Regions from separate parts of the Mus musculus genome. Here regions 2 and 3 are each linked to region 1. The links are chromatin contacts, called in public Hi-C and promoter capture Hi-C maps. All regions are on one chromosome and are shown on one strand. The core of a region is the stretch at or near the end of the contact, and the rest is flanking DNA. Distances in the headings are between cores, read along the strand shown.

Evidence for each region. Promoter capture Hi-C pulls out the DNA fragments that hold promoters and counts their contacts. Hi-C and Micro-C count contacts between places; a contact is called where the count stands out from the background.
Region 2: a contact with region 1 is called in a Hi-C map of CD8 T cells, with 6 times the contacts expected there. The contact joins the promoter of Cep162 here to the promoter of Phip in region 1. A contact is called at or near these places in 1 of 39 promoter capture datasets (erythroid cells) and 1 of 484 Hi-C or Micro-C datasets (CD8 T cells).
Region 3: a promoter capture Hi-C map of pre-B cells shows a contact between it and region 1. The contact joins the promoter of Cox7a2 here to the promoter of Phip in region 1.

The regions. Positions count from the first base shown.
Region 1 is chr9:82,973,977-82,977,194 of GRCm38.p6, forward strand. It overlaps Phip (pleckstrin homology domain interacting protein), which reads right to left and starts at 1,513. Exons shown (of 40, transcript NM_001081216.1): 1 at 1,276-1,513; 2 at 1,112-1,170; 3 at 951-980; 4 at 698-757. The coding sequence starts at 1,315.
Region 2 is chr9:87,253,898-87,257,115 of GRCm38.p6, forward strand. Cep162 (centrosomal protein 162) reads right to left here and starts at 1,635. Exons shown (of 27, transcript NM_199316.2): 1 at 1,366-1,635; 2 at 35-151. The coding sequence starts at 91.
Region 3 is chr9:79,758,265-79,761,482 of GRCm38.p6, forward strand. Cox7a2 (cytochrome c oxidase subunit 7A2) reads right to left here and starts at 1,589. Exons shown (of 4, transcript NM_009945.3): 1 at 1,376-1,589; 2 at 226-315. The coding sequence starts at 1,393. It also overlaps the pseudogene Gm51685.

The sequences.
Region 1 (3,218 bases), core at 263-2,762:
TATTAAAACTTCCAGGTTTATACTTCGGCAGATCTGTTTGTATAATGCACAATGTGCCGCTGGGTGACTACCATATCTATCTGAACGCCTCCAACCAAACAAAGATTAAAAAAAAATAAAATTAAAAATCTGGGTCTGAATCTACAGAAAACAAAAGACAGAGGAGAAGGGGGAAAAAAAATTTTAAAAAATCTTGCCAAGGTTCCTCCGCGGCTCAAAGGCCTTCTTGTGAAATGCTAATGCCACTTCGGAGCAGTTAGTCACCAGCTATTGTGTGGAGCTGGAGAAAGCTGAGCCGGCCGCGCGTGCAGAGCAAGCAAGGAGCTGGCGAGCGCGCTCTCCAGGCTTGCGCCGCTCCCGCTGCCGCCGCCGCCGCGCGCGCGCCCCCGCGCGGATACGCGCGCCGGCCCCTCCTCCTCTGGCCTTGCACTGCACAACACTCATGACGTATCTTTATTTCTAGCACATTAACAAAATATCACAAATAAATTGTCCGCGGACCCCGCGGCCCCGGGGCGCCCGCACCCCCGGCTGCCGCCCCCCGCAGCCCCCGCTCCGGCCTCCCAACCCTCCCCGTGGCCTTTGCAGCTTTTCCCGTTCTGGGGCCAAGTTTTTGTCTCTGTAAAAAATTGCGGGAAATTCAATTTTTATTCGACTCGGGGAAAAGTTTCTTTGCAGTGCGCTAGGAATGTCTCACCAGATTCTGGTAGGTCCTGGGGTGCTCCTTCCCGGTCCAGTCGGTGCGCCGGGGCAGCAGCTGCGGGGACAGGACGCCCGGTGAGCGCGGCCCCCGGCCCGGACCGACGCCGCTCCCCTCCCCAGTCCGCCCCGCGCCCCGCCGGGGACCCCCCGCGCCCCGCGTCCCGCGCCCCGCCGGACGCCCGAGCTTGCGCAGCGGCCCGGGGGAGGCCGTGCGGCGGCGGGACGGCGCCGGGCCGCCGCGCCCTTACCTCCTTCTCGGCCACTTCGCGGATCAGCACCTGCAACAACAAAGCGGGGACGCTGAGCCCCCGCGCCCCGGGCCGCGGCCCCGCCGCCGCCGCCGCCCTCCCCCACGCCCGCGGGCGGCCACCGCGAGCGCCCGCCCGTCCCCGCGCCGCGCGCCGCCTACCTGAGCCGCCTGCTGACAGGGTCCATCTTCCAGGAACCGGGCGATGAGGAAGTAGAGCTCTGCGCGGGAGAGAAGGACGGGGAGACACGGGCTGAGCGGCCGCGGGGGGCGGGGGCCCGCGGGCGAGTCCGCCCGGCGCGGCGGCCCCGCAGCGCCCGACTTACCCGATCGCAGCTCCGAGAGGCCTTTCCTCTCACGAGACATGTTTGCGGGTCACTTCGGGGCCGCCGGCGGGACACCCCGCCGCCGAGGGGACGCGGGGACGGTGCCGCCGCCTGCCCTGTAGCTGTCAGTGTGTGCTCACGAGCCGAGCCTCGGCTCCACCATTCAAGCAACGGCGGCGGAGGCGGAGGAGGAGGAGGAAACAACAACTCTCAGGCAGCGGCCCCGGCTGCGGCCGCCTCCGCCGGGATCCCTCCGCCGCAGAAAGGAGTCCGCGCCTTCGCGGCCCCGCACTCGCCGCCCCCGCCCCCCGCGGGAAAAGGAGTGCCTCGGCCTAGGCCCGCGCCCGCGCGGTCGTCGCTCCGCGCGCCCTGGGCCGCCACTTATTTATTTATTTCCAGCGCGAGGAGATGTCGGAGCCGAAGCGGCGGGCTGCCTGGCGGGCGCTTTCTCTAAAGAGGCCGCGGGCGGGAGGGAGAAAGGGAGGGAGGGGAGGAGGGGGCCGGCACGGCTGCGCGGAGGGATCTGACGCACACGGAGCCGCAGCACAGGCTCTATTCAGCGGCGCTGGCTGGGTTGAGATGGAAGTTAGTTTCTATGTAGCAGAAATAGGAAACAAATGAAGCAAAACTGCTCAAAGAGGGGAAATGCCGGGAGGACTGGGCTCACTCTCACGCACGCACAGAGACTCTCAGCGAGCACTCTCAAGCTGGGCCAAGTCGGGATCGCGCTGCCCTGCCCGACTTGAACGCTAGTGTTTGCTTTCAGTCTTGCCATGTGCATGTGTATAAATGCTGCGGATTGGCATCCGTGTAAGTCTTGTCCTGCGATATTTCTGCAGCCTGGGCAAGTGTTGTGTAATTTATTGGAGTGCCGTGGGTTGCAATAGAGGTTCGGGCTTTTTTTTTTTTTTTTTTTTTTTTGAGCCACTTGCGTTCTGCAAACCCGTTATTCCCCGAAGCCACCTCTGCATATTTCTTTTATTACTACCATCGCCTGAAGCGTTCGTTTAAAAAAAAAAAATGTTTTTGTTTTGATAAACGGGCAAGAGGAACTCCAGATTTGTACTTCAGCTCATCTTTTCCCCCACTTATTACAAAAAGGCTAGTGATGGCTAATTAGGGATTTGGAAGTGAAGAACCTTAAAGCTTTTTAAAGTGTTTACAAGAAGGGCTAATATAAACCTGAAGGAAAGGAAAGGGCGCTAGCTAATACTTATCTCTAACTGATATGGAGGTAAATTACTGACACGGTCGATAACCTACCGAAGGTTATTGAAAGAGTATATTACAGTTTAGCAAAGGTGATTAGTGATTAAATAATTTAAATTATCTGTGTATCTTGCAGTTGACTTCGTCATGCTAATTAATGGCTTCTAATTTACGGTGTAAACCATTCCTGTTTACAGTTAATCACGGGAAGACTTCTTAAAAACTGGCGAAAAGCAGAAACAAAAATCTTTTCGTAAATCCTAATGTAATTACTGGTTTTATATGATACATCGTTCATCTGTGTTTTGCTGATGAGGATAGGGGCCTTGTTATTTTTAAAACGAATATGGGTGAAATTAATGGAAACAATGGAAAAGGCCGTTTGTTAAAAAACAAGGACACCGAGTGATATTTATCTCCAGATGAATTAAGCACTTTCCAAAAAGACTTTGAGAGTTCAATTTTTTTAAAGGTTGGCCTTTTAAAGAGAATTAGGCTAGTCATTCTTTTGTTAATCCTTAACAAAAGATCCTCTTTGAATTTCTTAGATAATAAGCTGCATTTTATGGGTCTGATTTTAAAAGGTAATTTGTGAGGTAAGGACCAAGAAGCTGGATTGTGGTTTTCCGGGATTGTTTCCTCAAGCCCTGCACCCTCCTAGCTCCCTGCCTTCCTAGTGGGAAATGCTGCAGCCGCCTTAGGCTGTACTGCAAGAGCACTAAAACACCAGACAT
Region 2 (3,218 bases), core at 385-2,884, 4.3 Mb after region 1:
AATAAATATTACAATAAATACAGCTTGAGCTTACCTCCTTCATAAACCGTTCAAATTCTTCATCAAGGTCTACTTTGAAATAGTGAGCCATGGTTAGTAATTTTCACGTCACAAAGCAAGTATCTTAAAATTATTCACAGCATTGGAAACACTAAATGACAGAAACAGATGGAAAAATAAACACCTCTGGAGGAAAACAATCATTAAACATCATTAAAACAACACTACTTTAAACTTCAACTTCTCAAGACAGTTTTATATATGTACACACATATATATGATGTAACTTGACAGTTATATTGCAATTACGAGACACCATTGGAGGTCTAATTCATTGAAGCTAACTGACTTGGGAAAGTAGCTTATGAAGTATGTCTTCTCAAGGTTGATCATTACATTTCATCCAGTCGCTAAGAGGTGGGCTCCAGGATCTTTTCCACTGTATATGTATTTGTCTCTGCTAATACCTCTCAGAATCCAGGTCCTCACAGAGAATATTAAAAAAAAAAAAATTAAAAGAGCAGGAGTGGAAAGACTAATATTTTTTCTTGTAAAGCACAGTATACAGGTTGTGCTTCCGGATTCACGTATTTTCAAATTAAGGGTTTTGCAAAATAGACTTTCTATAATCAGGATTTTTTTCCAGACATAAACTAAGTGAATTTATAAGACTCAGAATATAATAAAGAATTTAGTGGTGCATCCCAGAGATTTCTACACTTAGGAGACAGACAGCTCTTTAGTTGGGAGGTTAGCCTGAGTTACAAGCCTGAATTTCAGGTTAGTCTGAGCTATATAGTGCAATCCTGTCTTAAAACATCCCCAACGAGCACAGAATACCCTTGGAAGTTAATGACACACATTAACTACTATTTATGTTTCTCTTGAAGCAAAGGCAGGCTAAAAGAAACAATGCCGCGAGCACCTTTAATGGGATCTAGTCAAGTTGTCTCAAAGCTGGACTTCAGCTAGGAGAGGCCATCTTCAGATCTGTCCTAAACCTTTGGATTTAACTCTTTAGGGCAACACGAACAAACGCTAGTTTTCTTTTCTAAGGGACGGCAGCAGGTTTGCCCACCATCTTTCAGTGGAATACTTAGTGCTTTTATTTGCATTTTCGACTAAGAGGTCTTAGGGTCAGGATGAGGAGTTGGACAAACAGGTTAGTCAGAGGCAAACCCCACGAAAGGGCCCTCAGCTCAGTCCAGGCTGCAGGAAGCGCAGATTTGGGGGCTAGCTCGAAGCAAAGACTTGGAGTCCCGACAGAGGAGCGGAGTAATGCGCAAAACAAAGTTCGGAGACCCTGCCTGAGGTACAACCTGGAAACAACAACAGGGTCGCAGACAGCCACAACGCCTCACCTACCTGCTCCTGGGAGCCCGCGCTCTCCCGGAAAGTCCCGGCGAGCGGGCTGTTGTCAGGGCAACAGACCCCTACAGGCGGGCTCCCGGGTGTCACGTGATCCTGCCTGCCACGTGACCCAGGGAGCAGCCAGACAAGCTGTCAGTCTTCTGGTGACTCTCAAATAAAGATTGGAACCTTCACGGCTCTGCAGGATGTGGCGGCCGTAAGGGACGTGGGCGCGGCAGCAGTGTGCACATCCCGCTTTCTCTTACTCCCGGAAATCCCGAGCTCAGCTAGCCGGCCGGGAAGACCCAGGCGCAAGCGCACCATCTAGAGCCAGCGCGTGGCTTTCTGGGAGTTGTAGTTTAGTCCCTTTGTGCTCGTCCTTCCGCAGCGAGCTGCTCTTCTTTCCAGCCTTTCCCACCCTTTTCATTTGAAGGCTACTGTCCAGGTTGAAAGTTTTAAAAACGGTGTAAGAGGGTTGATTTCCTTCAAGTAATAAGCCTTGTGTGGGTGTTATGAGAAAAGTACAAATGCATTAGAAATAATTCCGGTGTTAGAAGAGATGTCCGCCACCCAGTGGACAAGCATTTGAAAATACACAATACCAAGATTCTCAGTGAGAGCCTTGCACTAGTTCAGCAGCTCTGGTTTTTCTGGTATCCTGCTTTTCAAAGCTCTCTTCTGCAGTGGTTTGCTTGAGTTTTTATTTTATTTTACTTTTTTACCCGCTCTCTCTCTCCTCTTTCTTTCGCTCTCTGGATACGTATACACAGGCACACCAAATCAGAAGACAACATTTTGGAATGAAAGTAAAATCTTCAAACAGTAAAGGTCTTTGCCTCTGGTATACATAGTTCTGTACCTCCTTTCTGGCCTGAACTTTTCACTCAACAATGCATATTGACATCTGAGTGTGTACAAGCCAGAAACTATCCGATTAAAATGCAATAATAGAGACCTGTTTTAAGCTACCATTTTAAGCTTGGTGAGAGCATTATGTACATTATTTAAATTTTACAATTTACAAGTCAACTTAATTCAGCTTATGGCTTTTCTTTTAGTACATACTGAATTGAGCACATTCCATGCCCTATAGACGTGGGTTCCGTGAAGCAGACAAGTAGCCCAGACAACTGTTAAAGGAGTGCGGCAAGAAGAGCTATGGTGGCTAGTCATGTACACAAGCTGAGAAAGTTGGGGGATTTTTTTCCACTTGAGGTCTCATTTCAGTCTCACTCACCATAGTTATTTTTTACCATCAACTTGTTAGGGTCCAAGATCTTGGGAGAATGATACCCTAAACTAAGTAGTATGCAAAAGCAAAGAATGTTTATTCAGCAGAATTTCCTGCAAGGAGGGGTCTCCTCATTCAGGAATGGACACATGTAGTGAGTGGGCTTGCAGGCCTAGCTTTTATATTTGTCAGTTAGGGGAATTCCAGGGAGGAATTTGTGCCATTTTGCCTTGATTGGTTAGCTCTATCTCTAGAAGTTTGACTGATTCTACAATTGGTTAGGGCTCTGGAGACTTCCCAGGTTTGGGGTGGGGAGGGATCTCTTATCCATTCTAGATACCTATTCTTACTTCAGGCCAGATGACAAGGTGTCCACAGATTGGCTGCCTGTGGCTTGGTTTGCTGACCACAGGTTCCTGGACTTAGGGTCTCATTTCTGGGAAACAGAAAGTTAGGCCTCGTCTCCCAAACTGTTAGTTTATTTTCACCTTATCCATCTTTCGTTAGATTTTCCAATTCAGCTTTACCCGCACCAGACTACTAAAACAATTCTTGGTGGGGGTTGCTAATTTTCTCATAGGGTGTTGCAAGATTGTAGAAAACAAATTTCTATGACATAACCTTAGTTAATATGAAA
Region 3 (3,218 bases), core at 339-2,838, 3.2 Mb before region 1:
CCCAAAGATTACCAATTCATCAAATCACACACACAATTCACTGGCTTCTGCATTTTTCCCACCTCCCTGAGCACCTCTTAGACACAGCAAATAATCCTCCTTACGATAAAAAAAAAAAAAAAAAAAAAAAAAAAACCTTGAGAGCCTCTAAGAAGCAGATCCTCTGGACTTACTCTACCGTGCCAGCTCTGTTACAATTAACAATCACATAGAACACTTCAGTACCTGAAACAGCTTTTGTTTCTCTGGAACCTTGTTTTCAAAATGCCTTCGTGAAGTGGTGCTGATGGTCCTCTGGGCAATCTGACGAAGGGCCTGAAACAGAAAATTCACATGCATCGAACAAGACCTAAGAGTCCAAAGAAACCTGTAAAGGCAACTTCCAACCCTTCACACTGAAAGGAAGCTGAGATTTAAAGCATTATCGAACTTGTCAGTACTATCCAAGACTAGCATCCAGATTTTCTACATGTTGTCTATTCTCTGCTCTGTGCTTCATGTTACATATCATAGTCTTCAGAAACCATGACCTATATATAACCTGTGCCTGAAATTAATCAGTAGTATTTTATAGAACAAAACATGCTGATATACAGAAAAATAAATGATATAGACATCTTATAAGTTCTAACATTTTCATTTAATATTTGCCTATGTCAAAAATCTATTCCTGGCAGGGTAGTGGAGGCTCAAGACTTTAATCGCAGCACTAGGGAGGCAGAGGCCATGCTAGTCTACAGATTTAGTTCCAGGATAGCCAAGGCACTGAAAAATTACTTTGCAGTGGAGGGCACATGCTAGAACACTCCTGGACATCTAAGAAAAATGTAATTGGTGTTAAGTCTTAATTGTGTTAAACGATTACAAAATAAAATCAAAACACACCTTTTTAAATTTTGGAGAAATATTCACCAAGTGTTAAAGGTAATTCTGAATCGTCATTACACTTCAATCATGAAACCCATTAAATCCCAACTAAAACTGTACAATTTAGTTCTTTGGCTTACTTCTTTGAATCAGGTAAAATTTTATCTTTTCACTATGATACAAAACAAAATGACAACAAAAAGCCACCTTCCACCTAGGTTTTCCAGGTGTCCAAGATCCCCCCACTGGAGCCTACGTCAGAGCTACAGTCATAGCCATAAGCAACGGTAAGCTGTAGTGACCAAGAACCAAATGCGATCCTGCTCTTCCCTCTACGACTACCCAGAAACAGCCAGGGGCGAGTGGACGGAAGGTCAGGGAAAAGGACGCGCGGCCAAGGTGACTCCGGCTGCTGTCTTCTGCCACATTTCCAGCACGCCTTTCTGTCAGGATGCCTGACCCTCCGCCCCGACACTCCAGTACCAGCCAAACCCCCAAAGCTACCTACCAGCAGATTCCGCAACATCTTGGCTCGGTTGTTACCCACCAACCGCGACTACTGAACGCCAAAAATCGAAAGCCACCAGACCGGAAACGGAACTCCCTCCTAGCGCTGCGCGCGCGTCGAGCAAGAGGGCTCGTTCCGGGAAGAGGAGGGGCTCGCGCTCCCGACCATAGAGAGCGGAAGGCGAGCCAGAGCGACTTCTCGCAGCGGCCCGTCTAGCCTCCGGACCTCCGAAGCTATCCTTACCACTTGGCTCCGCCCTGCCGCGCCTGCCGCCGGACCCAGAATCACAATGGAAAGCAAACGCCACCCGCAATGGAGAGGCGTGAAGTCTTGCAGCCCTCTTCATACGCTCTGGTGAAGTCAGTGGACAACCAGACTACCCGGAAAGTAGCTTGTCTTGTGAGAAGGCTTTGAGCCATTGTTTACAGTCTGAAGGAACAATGGATGTCAAAGCTACGTCGTACAAGCTTAAATATTCAAAAGCTCCTCTTAATACGGATAGAGTCCAGTTTTAGGGTTTGTCTTCCACAGATGAAAGTGGGAGGCGTTAGTCTTTGTGCTGAGATCATATAGGAACGACCGATGTTGGCATCCACAGGTATGCCAACCTGTGGATCTTCTGCTAAACTCCTTGTGCTGGAAGCTCTTCCTGTGTCCCCAGACTGGAACTGGCTGACTTCGTTATTGAGTCTGGGAAAACGCTGAAAAGAGGGGAATACATTTTTAAATCCACGTTCAACACAAATATCGACTGTGTCGTGCTTTCTCAGATCCGCAGCACATTTCACTCCTGGATGGAGCTGTCAGAAGTGCGCGTATTTTACAGATAGGCTGTTAGCATTTTGCATCAGTCTTGCATAACTATTCCTCCTTACAACTGCCTTTATTCTTCTGCACACTAATGTACAAGTAAAAATAATCTACTCAACAATACAAATGTCTTTCCACCCTTTTGCAAACTCAGAAACGACTTCATTGCCATTTCAGGTAAAAGCTAATGATAAACGGGTTCCACAGTGTTGCGTGAATAAAAACTGGTAATGCTTAATTCCTTCAAATCTTGGGGTACTTTTTTCTTCATAACCTACTGTACCCCCAACACAGTCTAAATTTTCTTCCTTACCAAGTTTATAAACACCCATTATAACTGACTTTTTTTCTACCACCTCTTAATTATTCAATGTACCATCGAGCATAATTACCAACAGCTGGGGATGGGGAGTTTTGTTTTTTTTTTTTTTTTGTTTTGTTTTTTACATTTATTGTCTGTAATTGGAATTCGTTAAAGTTTGTGCTGCTGTCGCTGTTTCACCACAGGATATAAGTTTTCCCAGAACCGACTGTATACTTACCATTCCCCTAACACTAATAAAAATGGGCCTACTAGGGGGGCTGGTGAGATGGCTCAACGGGTAAGAGCGCTGACTGCTCTTCTGAAGGTCCTAAGTTCAAATCCCAGCAACCACATGGTGGCTCACAACCACCCATAATGAGATCTGATTACCTCTTCTGGTGTGTCTGAAGTCAGCTACTTACATATAATAATAAGTAAATCTTAGAAAAAAATAGGCCTACTAACCAACACTAAGTGCATACTGTTTGACATTCCTAGGAATAGTGACTGTCCAAGAAGAACCAAGAGTTTACATTAAAACTACCTATAACAGCGTTGTCACTTAGGGCAGTACAATTTTCTCTTTACTGGACCACTCCATCTACAGACACATTCCATTTTAAAAAGGAAAGGACACATATGAAACAAAACAGTGTTTCTATCCCATTCTCTCCAGAATAAAAGCAGACTTCTGCAACTTGTGTGCCCCTCCTTTTGTGTTAGTCTTTT